2 separate regions of the Danio rerio genome follow, and region 1 is linked to region 2. A link is a contact called in public Hi-C data. All regions are on one chromosome and are shown on one strand. The core of a region is the stretch at or near the end of the contact, and the rest is flanking DNA. Distances in the headings are between cores, read along the strand shown.

Region 1 (7,630 bases), core at 4,272-6,771, 240 kb after region 2:
TGAGTACAAGCTTTGCTGTTTCGTTGTGCTTTTGCAGTGGAACAGTGTTTTGTTTATTGTGCTGATAACTGTACAATTAAAACTGGAATAATATTGTGCTGTAATACATGTAAAACACAATATCATTCCTGTATTTGTACTGGACTGTACTGTGTGCAAATGTATAAATGGATCAGCTGGAAACAGAAGCTTGCATACATTTTAATAATGGAAATGTGTCTTAAACTATAAACTGGTGCACTTCAGTGAGAAAACAGATTGAATTAGCATGTGACTTGCATAAATTTGAAGTAGGCTTTGAAACTTGTGAAAATCAGTCTGAAATTGCAACATTTTAACAGTTTAGGTCAATACTATTCATCTTATTTTCAGCGTACGAGCGGGTGCAGCCATTTGAATCTTTTTGGCTTGAGACTTCCAGTCTCATTCACTGACATTCATTTTTAGACATTAAAAACAGCTCGTTACGGTGCTTGATGTTGCAAACTGACATTTTCCTATTACATTATTCTACTTGGTCTATATAGTCATGCATTAACATTTGTTTAAGCAAGTTTGACCGTTTTCTGCCGTTTAGAATTCCTAGTCATTTCTCCCATAAGCGACTGAATCTGAACTTCTAAAACAATCTCAAAAACAGGTGCGCATATTTTAGAATAAGGTCAATACGGATATTATACAAACAAATTAACCTAAAAAAGTGTTGCATATGGAGCAGTTGTGCACTTACACTGTAAAATTAATTTGTTGACTTTACTTTTATTAAGCAACGGCTAACTCACTTAAAGCAATTAGTTGACTTTTTAAAAAGGTGAGTAAATTCATTGCCTTAAAATTGAGTAAATGAACTGTGCATAGCTCTAAAAATTAAGTTACATCAACTTTAAAAAAAAATGCATAACTTGAAACTATTAAGTAAAAGCAACTTGTCACTGATTGCGCTTTTTATTGTGTGCACACTTATGAATAATCAGACATCTTTTGTTGTAAAAATGTTTTTTCTTTGTTCTGTTTTCACCTAAATTTTGTTCAAGTTCAGTTTTGTAAATTTTTGCAGATTTTGTTGATTTTCAATGTTTATTTCTTTTCGTTTTAAACTCAGTGAAAATTATAATCTATTTTAGTAAGTGAATAAGTTAACTAAATACATTTTTAATATAACATTAAATATTTTTTACATACAGTCGAAGTCAGAATTATTAGCCCTACTGTTTATTTTTTCCCCCAATTTCTGTTTAACAGGGTTAATAGTTTTATTAACTCATCTCTAACAACTGATTTATTTTATCTTCTTTTAAGTGACTTTTAAAGGCTTAACTAGATTAATTAGGCAAGTTAAGGTAATTAGGCAAGTCATTGTATAACGATGGGTGTTTCTGTAAACTATCAAAAAAAATGCTTAAAGGGGCTAATATTTTGACCTTAAAATGTTTTTAAAAAAATTAAAAACTGATTTTATTCTAGTCGAAATGAAGCAAATTGGACTTTCAGATGTAGAAAAAATATTATAAGACATACTGTGATAATTTCCTTACTCTGTTAAACATGATTTGGGAAATATTTAAAAAAGAAAAAAAAATCTAACGGGGGCTAATAATTTTGACTTTATCTGTACATATACACTTTTGGTTTATTATTTCTTATGTAAAACGAAATGTTTGATTCGTTACTTTTGCTTAGTATCCTTTCTCTTAAATAATAATATACTCTTAAAATAACCACATCGCATGTATAATGTGACCAAGCAGTTTCTCCAGGGAAAGTCTTATGGTTCTGCTAATGTCAATGAAGGTGGTTCATGATTAGTTAATTCCCTAAAGAATAAATGGGATGTTTATTTTTTTAAGTGGTTTTGAGACAACAGCAGAAATGCGTCACTGCAATTACCATCATTTTGCTGAATGGACTTCATTTGGAAGTCAATGCTCTTGTTCTGAATGTGTCCCAGAGCTCTGCCCAAAGCCCTGCTGACACAGTATAGTTGTATCGACCGTGTCTGTGATTCACTGTGTCTGTTTCTGAGGTCATGTTGGGAACGCTTCAGTGTATAATGGGCATGGCTTTGTGAATGATTTTGTTATTCTGACGCTTGTCTTTGAGCCCCAGGAAGTCACACACTGATTACTCAGCATGATCAAAGTGTGTGTATGTGTGTGTTTGTGCTCATGAAATCTTGGTGAATGTTTAGTCTTCTGTCCACGCTGACTCTTTTTTTTTTTTTTCTCATCCTATCCCATCATGATCTTCCTCTTTCTCAAAATGCTCATTCTCACACCTTTTCCTTCTTCACTTTCTATCTCCGCCTGTTCTCCATCCTTCTCTTTTGTCATAGTTTCAGCCTGCAGGTGGAGCTCGTTTTGCACCCAGCTCCAACTCAGCCATGAGATCCTCCACTGTTTCCACTGAACATGCGGGCGACATCCATCTGACCATGCCAAATGTATCTGGGCCTGCATATTATGAGCAGACCGTTTCTCCACAGCATCACCCTCAGCCTGCCCATGACATCCAGACACATCAGAGTCTGGCTGAAGGGGGAAGGCTGCTGTTGAGCACTGGGAAGAGGAAGCTTCCCTCCCCAGACAGCGTGAAACGGACACCGCATGCTCAGCCGGCCAGAGACTGGGACAGTAAGGCTGTGGCGGTGACCTCTCAAGACCTTTCACAAACAGATGGAGAGCACACAACAGGTAGAGGAACATCAGTGTGTTTGTTTGTATTTTAAACAACCCCTTACAACATAGTAAGGGGGGGGGGGGAGTATGCTATACCTGCTGGTCTTGAGAAATGTGATCGGTCATTAAAACGTATAATTTTTGTTTAAAATACAGGAAGAACCAATTCAAGACACTTTACAGTGTACAGTAAACACAACATTGCTAAATTAGTCTATCCATTCAGATAAAAAATAAAGAGATTAATAAAGAAATATAGGTGTTGTACTATTGAACTTATTTAATAATGGTCACAATAATAATAATAATAATAATGCTAATAATAATAATAATAATAAATATGTATTATTAATAAAAAATAATGATTATAGTGGTGTTTGAGAAAAAGAAAAAGGAATATTATTGATATTAGTAGTACAAAAACTATAATTTGAGTAAATTATAGAATTTGCTTTTAAACATTTAATCTTTTAATTAGTCTGAAAAAGGGGTGTCCAAACTTTGTATGAAGGGCCAAAAACCAAATATCATTGAGAGTCATGGGCCGAAGATAAGTATACCAAACTATTTTACATTAAAGTTGCCATGGGTCATTACCTAATTTATTTCATAAGATTTAAAAACAAGTAGAAAACATTGCTTTGAATTATGTTAGCTACTAGTGCAGTATAATTTTTAAATTATAACTTAAAATATAACATAATATAACATAAACAATCACATTTATAACACAGTGAAGTTCAATGCAAAATACACTAGTCAAGCAGAATTTGCATTGTCCTTTATCAGACAGGTGAGTGTAAGAAAAACTTAAACTAAACTACAGCATTGAAATTTAAATATTTCATTTCAGTTAATTAATTTTTTTTGGCTCAACAATAAAATGCAAAAATAAATGGTTACATTAAATTTGAATTGACTCTCTAAACTAGGCATGGGATAACCGTTTTCAAGGTATACTGCGGTTTGGAAAAGTCACGTTTTTAAAATCACCAAAATTTTCTGCTATAGCGTTCCTAAGGTATATGTAAGATTTTTATTTATGTTTTTTTGTTTTGTTTTGTTGTAACAGTATCTCCAACAGAAAAGATATCTAAAGATTTCCTTTTTGAATTGAAATGAAATCTGTTTTTTTTTTAAACTAATGAAGACTGAAGTCAATGATTCATTTGAATTATTTAGCCTGACATGGTTACTGTTTCAAAATATTTTAAATGTTTCTTAAAATAAAATATATTGTGTTCAAAGGAGGAAAAATTTTGTTTTTTTTACACAAACATTAAAAAAAAAAAAAACATATTTTAGAGCGGTAAGAACAATACCATAAAACCGTGGTATTTTTATACCGTCGAAATCTTATACAAGTCCATGTTTACTCTAAACCATACCAATCATTCTCCCTTTTTCAATCTCATAAATCAAAGGTTACCATGGGTCAACCTAGTTTAGGCATCTCTGATCTAAACCACTAATTTGCGAGTAGCACTTTCATATATTATCTCTGTAAGAACACATTTCAAAAGAAATATATGTACAGGAAGGTGTATACATACAGTAGATCAAAACATCTACTTATTTTTGTTTTTAGGTTAGTCTTGTCTAGCTTTTGGTAAGAAGAGCTTCTAAATTAGTTGTCCTAATTCTTCAGCATCTATTTCCCTATATGTGCCTGTGGGATAAGATCAGGCATATCTTTTACGCATCTTGTTTGGATGAAAAGCATACAGCCACAATAAAATCTTTTAATTTAAGTCCTGCATTATGCAAATAGCAGTAAATAATAGCAATAGTTCCCGATTGCTGTAGCTTGAGAACAGGCTTTATGTGCTTTTGCTGCGAAACAATGTTTTGTTTCGTTTGTTGTGCTGATAACTGTGCATTTAAAACTGCAATGGTGCAATTGTGCTGTAATAAATGTAAGGCACAATATCATTCCTGTACATGTACTGGACTGGACTTTGTGCAAATGTATATACAGATTATGTATTCTCTCTTTTAGAATACATATGAAAAAAAAACTATGTACAGGAAGATGTATATATAGATTAAAACATCTACTTACTTTGGTTTTTAATTTAGTCTCGCCTCGCTTTTGGTAAGATGAGCCCCTAAATAGGGCAGAAAGACCCCTGGCATAGAGGTCAGGTCCCAGCTGTTGCTGGATGTTTGCTAAATGTGTTGAATGTATCTGATATCATTGTTAATGATTTATACTACAGAGCGAAAAAGAAATGTGAATACTTGTAATACAAAGATCACATTTACCAGAGAACAGTTATTATTATTATTATTATTATTATTGTTATTATTATTATTATTATTATTATAAGACTTATTACACAATTTGATATATTAGCTAATAAATTAATGATAATGTAAGTTTATCGGTTTAATGATAAGTTTAAAACAATAAATAAATAAATAAATAAATAAATAAATAAATAAATAAAGACAATTAAAACTGTCATTTTTTTTATCTTTAAAACACAATGTAAACAAAAAAGTTGAGATGACTTGTGTGGAATTACACATTGTTTTAGTATGATCAATAAATATGTGCAAATATAACTATACCCTTGGAATTTTTTACTTTAAAGGAAAAAAGTGATTATTTTTGTCTCTGACCTAAATAACTTGCTGTAAACTAACTTACTTTCACAAATCCTCACTAATAATGTCCAAATTTATAACGGCATCAAAATATACTTTGTCACATTGAAGCTCCTTCTCTCATTTACAATTCATCCCCATCATGTGCTGTTTGTTTTGTCAGTGAGCGTGTTATGATGGCTTCCCGCAGTGTCTGCTGCACATGTGCCGTCTACTGATATCTCTGTGACTTTACAAAAAGAGAGGTGTGTATAGGATGTGATGCGAGTTACTTCTACTCCGTCTTCCTGTTTTGGGTCTGTCATGCAGGCTGCTGATTTTTAAACTCTCCTCTCTCTGAAAAGACAGAAAGATGTCTGTGTAAGCCACACTGTCACAGGATGATCAACAAAGCCTCCTTTTATGCTTAGAAACTGACACTCATTTCCTGTGCAGCAGTTCGCATGCATTCATCACAGTTTTGACAGAACTAAACGCGTGTCAGAGTGTTGGTCTGCGGTGACTCCGCCTGACGCTGAGCTGTTATTGATTGTATCACTGAAGCTGCTCTAAACCCTTTCCTGTGTCTGTGTTCAACAGATCTTCCTGTACACACTGCCGCTGCTGTATCTGCATTACAGAGCCATTCTCTCCATGAGGACCACACCAGAGAGGAAGAGCAGGAGAGCGACTTCAAAACAGAAGACGGAGACGAGCTCTCGGACGTCATGTCTGCCAGACAGATGTCCATCAAAGAGAGGTGAAGTTGCTGATATCATTTCTCTGAAAGTTGTTGTTGTAGTTTTGTTTTCAATGGATAAAAGTCCTGTAGTTTACAGTGTATTGAAACTTATCGTTGTGTAAAATTGTGATAATTTACTCGCCATCCACTTGTTCTAAACTGGTTTAATTTTTTTCATCATCTTTTGAACACAAAAGATATTCAGAAGGATGTTACAGACAGTGGCTTTCAAAAATATAGCATTTTTTCATAGTATGACTAACAATTATTAGTTTGATTTAACAATTAGTTTGATTTAGAGTTATTGCATGTTGTTTTGCAATTGTTAAAGTATGTCTGACAAGGACAAGAAAGCTGAGGTTCCTGAAATGCGTAATAGAGGCTCGCTTATATTTTTATTTGTGGATGTTCAATTATGACTCTATTTGGGGAAAGTATGTTTGTGTCTTTTTGAATGTGTCGATTGCATTGTTCTTAAATTTTACACATAGGTTAAACGCTTTGAGCATCTCCTTTTAGTAGCATAATATTTCACAAAGTTGTTTTATTAAAGAGTTTGACTTTGAACTAGGTCAGTGATGTTGCTGTTACGTCCTCATCCTGCATTCTTGTGTTGTAGTTTAAAAGTAAACACGCAGATAATGACGGACGGATATTAGAAAATGTCACAAATTCTAGTGTAGTGTTACTCTGTATTGTAGGTTCTTCAGAGCTGTATGGATGTATCTGGTTAGAGATCAAAGTATTGTGTAACTGATAGACCGCTGCCTGTTGCCATAGGAAGCAAGCTGACGCAAGCTGATTAAATTGATTAGTAATGACAGTTGTGCATGTGTGTGCAAATATGTGAGAATTAGGATGATATATGCATAACTGTTAATGCTTATTATTTTGTGTGTGTGTGTGCGCGTGTGCGTGTGCGTGCGTGTGTGTGTGTGTGTGTGTGCAGTGCACATATTGTTCACATATTTTTGTTGTGTTAAGTTGTACAGTCCCAATCAAAAGTTAATTACTTTTTTCATTTGTGTAAGATTTACTAGTAGCTTATTTTTAAACTTATTCAAAGCACAAGTCAATAATGACGTTAAACGATTAACCAAATGCAAAATAAAAACATTGTTTACATAATATTTTGTGTGGGTTCTGTGTATATTTCTATAAATACACACATCCATGTACAGTTGAAGTCAGAATTATTTGCACCCTTTTGATTTTTTTTTCTTTTTTAAATATTTCCCAAATGATGTTTAACAGAGCAAGGACATTTTCACAGTATGTCTGATAATATTTTTTCTTCTGGAAAAAGTCTTATTTGTTTTATTTCTGCTAGAATAAAAGCAGTTTTTTTTTAAATCATTTTTGGGACAAAATTATTAGCCCCTTTAAGCTAATTTTTTTTCGGTAGTCTATAGAACAAACCATCATTATACAATAACTTGCCTAATTACCCTAACCTGACTAGTTCACCTTATTAACCCAGTTAAGCCTTTAAATCTTACTTTAAGCTGTATAGAAGTGTCTTGAAAAATATCTAGTAAAATATTTTTTACTGTCATCATGGCAAAGATAAAATAAATCAGTTATTAGAAATAGGTTTTAAAAAATATTATACTTAGAAATATGC
Region 2 (7,690 bases), core at 156-2,655:
AAGTCTTTATGCTTTAATTTAAGAAGCTGGTGGAAAGGCCTCAGAAACCCTTCAAATATTGATGTAAGTTTTAGAACCAATGAAGCTTACCTTGTTCACCAGAACACCCATTTCTCTACCAACATCTAAAAGAGAGGAGGATGGTGTGTTTGAGACCATATTCACAAAGTCCAGGAGGTCAGATGTTGTCCCATAACGGACCTTTCCAGTCTTTTGTACATGTTTAATTAGGTCATGTGCCGTTTCCTCATTCTCGTCCATCTCTTCTTGCGAGAAACCTTCCTCAAACGAAATACCAGATTCCACCACCTCACCAACACTGTAGAAATGTTCTGCCTCTTGAATGAAGTCCTCAATTTTTATGTGTGCAAGAAGCAGTTCTATACAAGAATTTCCATTGTCATACTCCATCCTTGATTGAATAATAAAACAAAATGTTTGATCATTAGAAACATCAACACATTGAAATGAATGCATTCATCCATGTTGTTTTTGCACCCATATGTATGTTTGCTGTGTGGTCAGGTATGTTTCCTGAACAGCTTGCCTGCTCTATTTTGCATGCAAGTGAGAGGTGGCTTAAAACATCTTTAAAATGAATGACAAATGGAACTTTTTCATTGTATTAACTCTCTTTTTTCTCCTCAAGAACAAACAAACAAGAACAAAATATAACAGCATTTTTGAGGTCAAAAATGACCAATTATGAGGGACATGCTAGCAGTAAAAATGACTAGCCCAAGATGATTTATCAGAATGGCTGAATCATAATAAATGCAATCACTTTTTTATGTTTTATCATTTTTGACCTATTACATGTGCTGTTTCTAAATTGATATGGTGTGATCGGGTGACTGATATACACACAAAAAACAGAACTTTCCAAAGCATTGCAGAAATACAACCCTATACACTGCTGCCAAATTTACTTCTTGTTTCCTTTAGAAACTGGGGTACTTTTACCCTATTGCTGTGCATTTGAATCTTACACAATGAAGAACATCCTAACACCCAAGAGTGTGACTCGGACACTTTGGGGATAGTTTTGAATAGCAGTTGGATGAGTTTTTAACATGCAGATTTGGCAACCATCGCTGAATATCCATTTTTGGTTTATGTTAAATAATGAATTTTTAATAATAAAGGCTGTTCATTACTGATGAAAAGAACCGGTGCTCAAAAAGAGTAACTAGAAAGGGTGCTGACAAGCATATGCCAAAAGCCCTATTAAATAATCCACAGTATTTAGCCTACTCTGAACGTTGTTCGAAATAGTATAGGCTAATGAAGCATAAAAATAACTAAACAAAATAAATGATATCTATAAAACACCAGCAGTTTGCCTACCTTTCAGTCAGTGTGTTCACAGCAGGGCGCATACTCAGTGATTGTCCATAGTTCCCTCTGAAGCTTTTTCAGACGTGTGCTCGCTGATAAGAGGAATCAGCGAGCTGCGCGCCTCCGCTGTGCGCTTACGTCACTGCGGTTTCGTTTTCTCTTTTCTCTGAGAGGTGTTTTCTCGTCTTCTCATCGAGATCACGTATCTGCTGCTTGGATTTTGCCACAGTCCCCTATCAGAATGTTCCGTAGAAGGAGGATGTCATTCGCTTTCATCTTTATGATTAATTTGCGCCAAAGGAAAAGTTGCCTTGTTGAAACCATCTTGTAGTAAACAGAAGCTAACTAGTTTTGGTCTATATACGAAATGAGTGAAGTCCGCTGACCCAGCAAAAAATGTGTCCTTTTGTTGTTTTCGCTCATTAAGAGATTTCAAAACTTCTAAACTTGTTGAAAGTGTCAGGGAATCCAGATAACGAATAGTGACAAGATTGTCTTAAGTGTATCAAAATATCTAAACGCTGTTTTCAAATTGGGGGATATCCAGGCTGCAGATTGACAGTTCAGTTTTTCCCCGAAAGTAAACGGCGCCTTAGTGTAGTAGGCTATGGAATGCCAAAGCTGCCATAATAATACATTTGGTTAATAAGCAGTAGCTGGCTTTAGTGATTTGGGGGGCCCTAGTAATGAAGCTCTAAGCTTTTTTTTCTCTTTATAGATATTGTTTTATTTATTTATTTATTTTTTTGTAAATAAAATCTGCATGTTAAAAATATTTATATTGCACTGCATTCTTTATCTTCTTAATGTTAAATGAAATACAATAAATTTGCAAATAAATAACAAGTAATTTATTAGAACAAAGTATGTACAGTTAATTAGCCATATTTGTGTTTTTAAAATTTGCATGTGCAGTAAGAAAGGAATATTCCATTGTTCATGAGGTCCCCTGGTTTGGAAAAAAAGTAATAATGTTAAAATCTTAAAGGTTATAAGCAGATTTTACAGCATATAAAAGAGAATTTATTAAAAGAGATATGATTAATATGCATCCTGACATAGGTTGGGGCCCCTAATTCGCTGGGGCCATAAGCGGCTGCTTTACCTAGTATATTAGTTAAGTTCAAATCAATTTTCAATTCATTTTTATTTGTATAGCGCTTTTACAATATAGATTTTGTCAAAGCAGCTTCACATAGAAGATTATAGTAGATTGAAACAGTGTAGTTCAGATTTTAAAGTTTAAATTCAGTTTAGTTTAGCTAAGTCCAGTGTGGTTTAATAATCACTATTGAGAGTTCAAACAATGAAGAGTAAATCCATTGATGCGCAGCCCTACATATCCCGAACCATGCAAGCTAGTGGCAACAGAGGCGAGGAAAAAACTTCACCATACCGCTAAGTGATGCATTGTGTGTGCTTTACTAAACAGATAGGTCTTGAATCTAGTTTTGAACTGCGAGAGTGTGCCTGAGCCTCGTACCTTATCAGGAAGGATATTCCAGAGTTTAGGAGCCATAAATGAGAAGGCTCGACCCCCTTTACTCGACTTTGCTATTCTAGGTATTACCAGAAGCCCTGAGTTTAAAGATCTTAAAGAGTGGGTTGGATTGTAGCGAGACAGAAGGTTGATTAGATAGACAGGAGCTAGATTATTTAAAGCTTTATAGGTAAGAAGCAATATTTTAAATTCAATACGAAACTTAACAGGTAGCCAGTGTAAGGAGGATACAGTTGGGGTGATATGATCATATTTTCTATACCTGGTAAGAACTCTGGCAGCTGCATTTTGTACTAGCTGAAGTTTATTAATAGAGGATGATGGGCAGCCAGCAAACAAAGCATTACAGTAATCCAGCCTTAAAGTCATAAAAAGCATTGTCTAGCTTTTCTGCATCTGAGATGGATAGCATACTTCATAACTTAGCGAGATATCTTAGATGAAAGAAAGCAGTTTTTGTGACATGGGATATATGATTTTCAAAAGTTAAATTGCTGTCTAATATGACACCCAGATCTTTTATAGTAGAGCTAATGCTAACTTTGTATCCCTCCAATTGTACGTCGAGTTGTGAGATCTGCTGTGTACAGGATTTAGGCCCAGTAAGTAATAATTCTGTTTTGTCTGAGTTTAAGAGAAGAAAATGGTTTGTCATCCATTCTTTAACATCTTTACAGTTTTTTTTTTTTTTTTTTTTTTACGATGGCTATGACAGTTTTTTTCAATACATTTAATAAGTTTGCTAAACTCTTAACACAGCAACACACCTAAAACACACAATTGGCAAAACAGTAAATTTCATGCTCAAAATCACACATTGTAAACTAAACCTCTAAACTACTTTTTAAAATACAATAATAAACTAACACACCACACCATGTCTAACAAAACACTGTAAACATGTTTCAAAATAAAATAATGATTCAAAACACTAACACGTTCTCTTCCGATAGAAACATTTAGTCATTCATAACACATTGATAATAAAAACACTATCATCAGCTGACATTACAGAAACTGCAATGTTTGATGTGTCAGGTCTGCCCTTTACTTGAAGCCTCTCTACATTTTTGTGTTGTTGAGTTTAGTACAGTAAATGCATGCATTTTGTTATACTGCAGAAAATCATAACTAAAAATGAACGACCATCCCAGAGTAGCTTTAAAAAATTTACAGTTTACTGTATGTAAAAAAATAATACAGACACAGAATTGATGCAGTACAGACTTTATTTGCAAAAGGACATTACTGCAAGATGTACAAACAGAAAAAAACACCACAATAATAATAAAAAAAGTAAAGTAACTTTCTATTCTGACTAGTCTTCTGCATTTTCCCGACTTCTTCTCTGGCCCGGTATGGTAACGGTGGCCCTTTGGCCTATTATGTTTCTCCTATGGCGATGCCTTCTCGCCAAGTTAAAGCCAGCCTCGTCAACATAGATAATTGCATGTGGAACTTGATTGACCTCCAACTCCATGACTCTCTAGAAGTAATTAGACACAGTGTAATGCTTTACTGTACTGTATAATTATGTATTGAACGCCAGGTTTATTGAGTAGTTTACTGCAAAACACACTGTGTATAGTAAAGTAATCACTGTATTGCATAACCTTACCTCGACGTATTGGTGACGAAGTTCTGTAATGTGCTTACTGTTTCTTTCAAAAACCTCATGAGTCCACTTTTAGAACATACAGTATGATCATGTGATTTGAAAAACCTCAACATATGAGTGTGCTTCCTATATGGGAATCTGCTGTGATATGTATGTGATATACTGTTTACTTTGGCTTTAGCCTATATAAGTTTTGTTTAGAACATGGTGTTATCTGTTCTGACATACTGTGTTAAAGCATTTGTAAATTTAACTGTAAAATGACATTGTTTTGCTCTTGGTTGTGCTTGTGTGTAAAATAAGTTCAAGCATTTTAAATTTGTGTTAACTGGATGCATTTTGTGTCAAAGCAAAATGTGTTAATTGTATAGCCCACTAAGACGGATGTTGTGCTAACCGTGTTAAAAGTTTAGGAAACTTGTTAAATGTATTGAAAAAAGTGTCATAGCCATTGTAAAAACCTGAAATTCAGTTTTGGCGTTCGACACGGTATGTCCAATCGCAGCCACCGTAGAGCCAACTTCTGCGCTTGCGCCCGTCTCAAATCAACAATGGCGGCCTCCCTCGGCGTGTGTAGGTTACATTTTAGAAGTTTAGGAGGTCTTGATAGATTTTGTCTCGGATTGGAACCTCAAACGCAAAGAAGATGTACGTCAACTATACCAGCAATCAAAACCCCGACCGGGAGCAAGACCGCAGACTTCGGTAACATTTTTATTCTTGTATATCTGTAAGCATGGCATTTACTAACTGACTTTAAAACAGACTTGACAGCTGCAAAATGTATTCGCGTTGTCATAGTATTTACAAAATAACTACAAAGTTGTCATCTAATGGTGTAACTAGCGATGTAGTTGACATGTGGATGACCAAACACCAAGTCTTTGCGTTTTTATCTCAAAAGTGAAGAAGAGTAAAACATTTCAAGCAATCCAAGAGGAGCGACGAGAACAAGCTGAAAGATCTGTTTTAATCAGCTGTCCTGCTAAATTCAGCGAAAAGAAGTTTTTAGATTTCTTCTCCAAGCATGGGACAGTCAACAAGCATTTCTTCTACAACAGTTTTGTAAGTGTGGCAGAGCTATTGCAAGTCATTTTATCTCAATTCAGCTGAGTGATGTTGTGAACTGTTGTTTTTAATCTGCTTTGTTTTTTAGGGTGCGTATGCGGTAGTTGAATTCTCCAATAAAGAGAGCATAGCCTCGTTGAAGGAGAGCACAGGTATACCAGCTGTTGATCATGAAGCTGCAGTGCCTTTTAAATCCCGGCTGCTGTCGCTGAAATGGCCAGGCATTCAGTCAAGCAACTATCCCACGCCAAATTTTAAGGAGCAATCCCCTCCGAACATCGGTGACATTTCCAATCTGCTCTTGCAAAAGCACAGTGTAAGTCTTCCCTGATAAAAGTTGTTTTTCTTTTCACCCCAAAACTGAAATGTATTCCATCAAAGCTCTCAGGGATATGGCAGCATCTCAGATCAAAGCCAGACAAACTTTATAATTGTGTTTAGGATTTATTTATTACATTTTTCTTTGTTTGTTTTACGTGTGATAGTTAAAAGTTTCAGTATTGCTGAGAGTAATCGTCTTCTCATTTATTTCCACAGGTAGATGAGCAGCTTCGATGTTTGACAGAGACTTTACAGCTTACAGAGGAAAACATAAGTCTGCGCTTCCTTGTCTGTTCTCTGCTTGGAGACATAGCTGGAGCATACTTCCCAGAATGCATCATTAGGCCTTTTGGTTCTACTGTAAACAGCTTCGGCAAACTTGGCTGTGATGTTGACATGATTCTGGATCTAGACGGCATATATGCACGAAGCCAGAAAAAGGTCAGTGCAGTGAATGGGTAGAATAATCTAAACCTGTATATTCAATCAAAATGAAAAATTCTGTCATTATTGATTGCATGTCATTTTTTTAACCTGTTTGAATTTCTTTCTTCCGTGGAACACTATATACATACTAGGGATGTGCGGAGCAGCCGGTATTTGTATTTGTATTTGTTGAGGGGGGAAAAGTATTTGTATTTGTATTTGTATTTGTATTCGAGTAAAATTCAAAATGGCGCAAAAATATATATTTTTTTCTATTACACTTCTAATTTACGTTATAGTGAAAGAATTGTTTAATTATACCCATTATATAAATTATAGACATGCAATATTGGTTGTTGTTTTTGAACATGTGATAAGAAATGTCATTGAAAAGAAAATAACATAGAAGCCATTATCTCATCCATGGTTAAACCAACAACTAATAAAATACCATTGTGAATATTATGAACCCCACCACCACCGTTCTTGTTGAAGGACACTGAATAGACAGAATAAAACCAAAAAATACTTCAAAAAACTGTTCTTCTTCTGAAAGAACTTCTTTCCAATGCACAGAATTCCAAAAACTAAAATTAACTAAATAAATCTAAATAAAACTCTGCCTGGGAGATCTGACAGAACAAAAGTATTCTATATAATACTAAAAGATACAGCCCTGCTATTGTCATCTGCCTGCCACAAAACAGACACAAAGTTTTTTTTTTTTTTACTTTTTTATGTTTGAAACTGACTTGCTGGGGCAGAATGTGGCTGTGTTGATGGTTTGGTGCTTGTGGAGGATTTAGCAGAACATAGCTGTGCTGATTGAGGGGATTGATGCTTGTGGGGGGTTCACAGACAGTATCAGGAGAGGATGCTTTTAGTGCATGTGATAATACATTACATAGAAGGTTGCGCGGTGGCACAGTGAGTAGCACTGTCGCCTCACAGCAAGAAGGTTGCTGGTTCGAGCCTCGACTGGGTTCTCCCCATGTTGGCGTGGATTTCCTCCGGGTGCTCCGGTTTCCCCCACAGTCCAAACACATGCAATACAGGTGAATTGGGTAAGCTAAATTTTCCCTATTGTATGTGTGTGAAAGAGAGTGTATGGATGTTTCCCAGTGCTGGGTAGCAGCTGGAAGGGCAGCCACTATGTAAAACATATGCTGGATAAATTGGTGGTTCATTCCACCGTGGCAACCCCAGATTGAAAAAGGGACTAAGCCGAAAAGAAAATGAATGATTATGGATAGAAGATGTTGACAGATGTTTAATATCTCTGCCTCTGCTGATTTCACTTTTGCACATATTATACAGTATCAGTTTGTTTTATCTGCAGCACCACTGACTGTAAAATGCTTCCACACAGAACCTCAAGTTTTATTTTTTTTTACTGGTGGAGGACCAAGAAATGGCTC

Evidence for each region. Hi-C and Micro-C count contacts between places; a contact is called where the count stands out from the background.
Region 1: a contact with region 2 is called in a Hi-C map of hematopoietic stem cells, with 2.4 times the contacts expected there. The contact joins the enhancer-like site here to the promoter of map3k8 in region 2. A contact is called at or near these places in 2 of 18 Hi-C or Micro-C datasets (embryo and hematopoietic stem cells).

The regions. Positions count from the first base shown.
Region 1 is chr12:25,596,245-25,603,874 of GRCz12tu, forward strand. svila (supervillin a) reads left to right here. Exons shown (of 38, transcript NM_001035261.2): 11 at 2,333-2,690; 12 at 5,865-6,024. Among named protein-coding and RNA genes, the nearest start is that of svila, 80 kb to the left of the region's middle. Within about 2 kb of position 5,522, at least 29 of the 62 cell types and tissues checked have an H3K27ac peak or open chromatin away from gene starts, as enhancers often do. A contact at or near this core is called in hematopoietic stem cells, where this site is marked.
Region 2 is chr12:25,364,262-25,371,951 of GRCz12tu, forward strand. map3k8 (mitogen-activated protein kinase kinase kinase 8) reads right to left here and starts at 1,406. Exons shown (of 8, transcript XM_021480321.3): 1 at 1,348-1,406; 2 at 91-412. The coding sequence starts at 1,379. It overlaps mtpap (mitochondrial poly(A) polymerase), which reads left to right and starts at 4,983. Exons shown (of 9, transcript XM_021480322.3): 1 at 4,983-5,162; 2 at 5,362-5,522; 3 at 5,614-5,841; 4 at 6,063-6,287. The coding sequence starts at 5,009.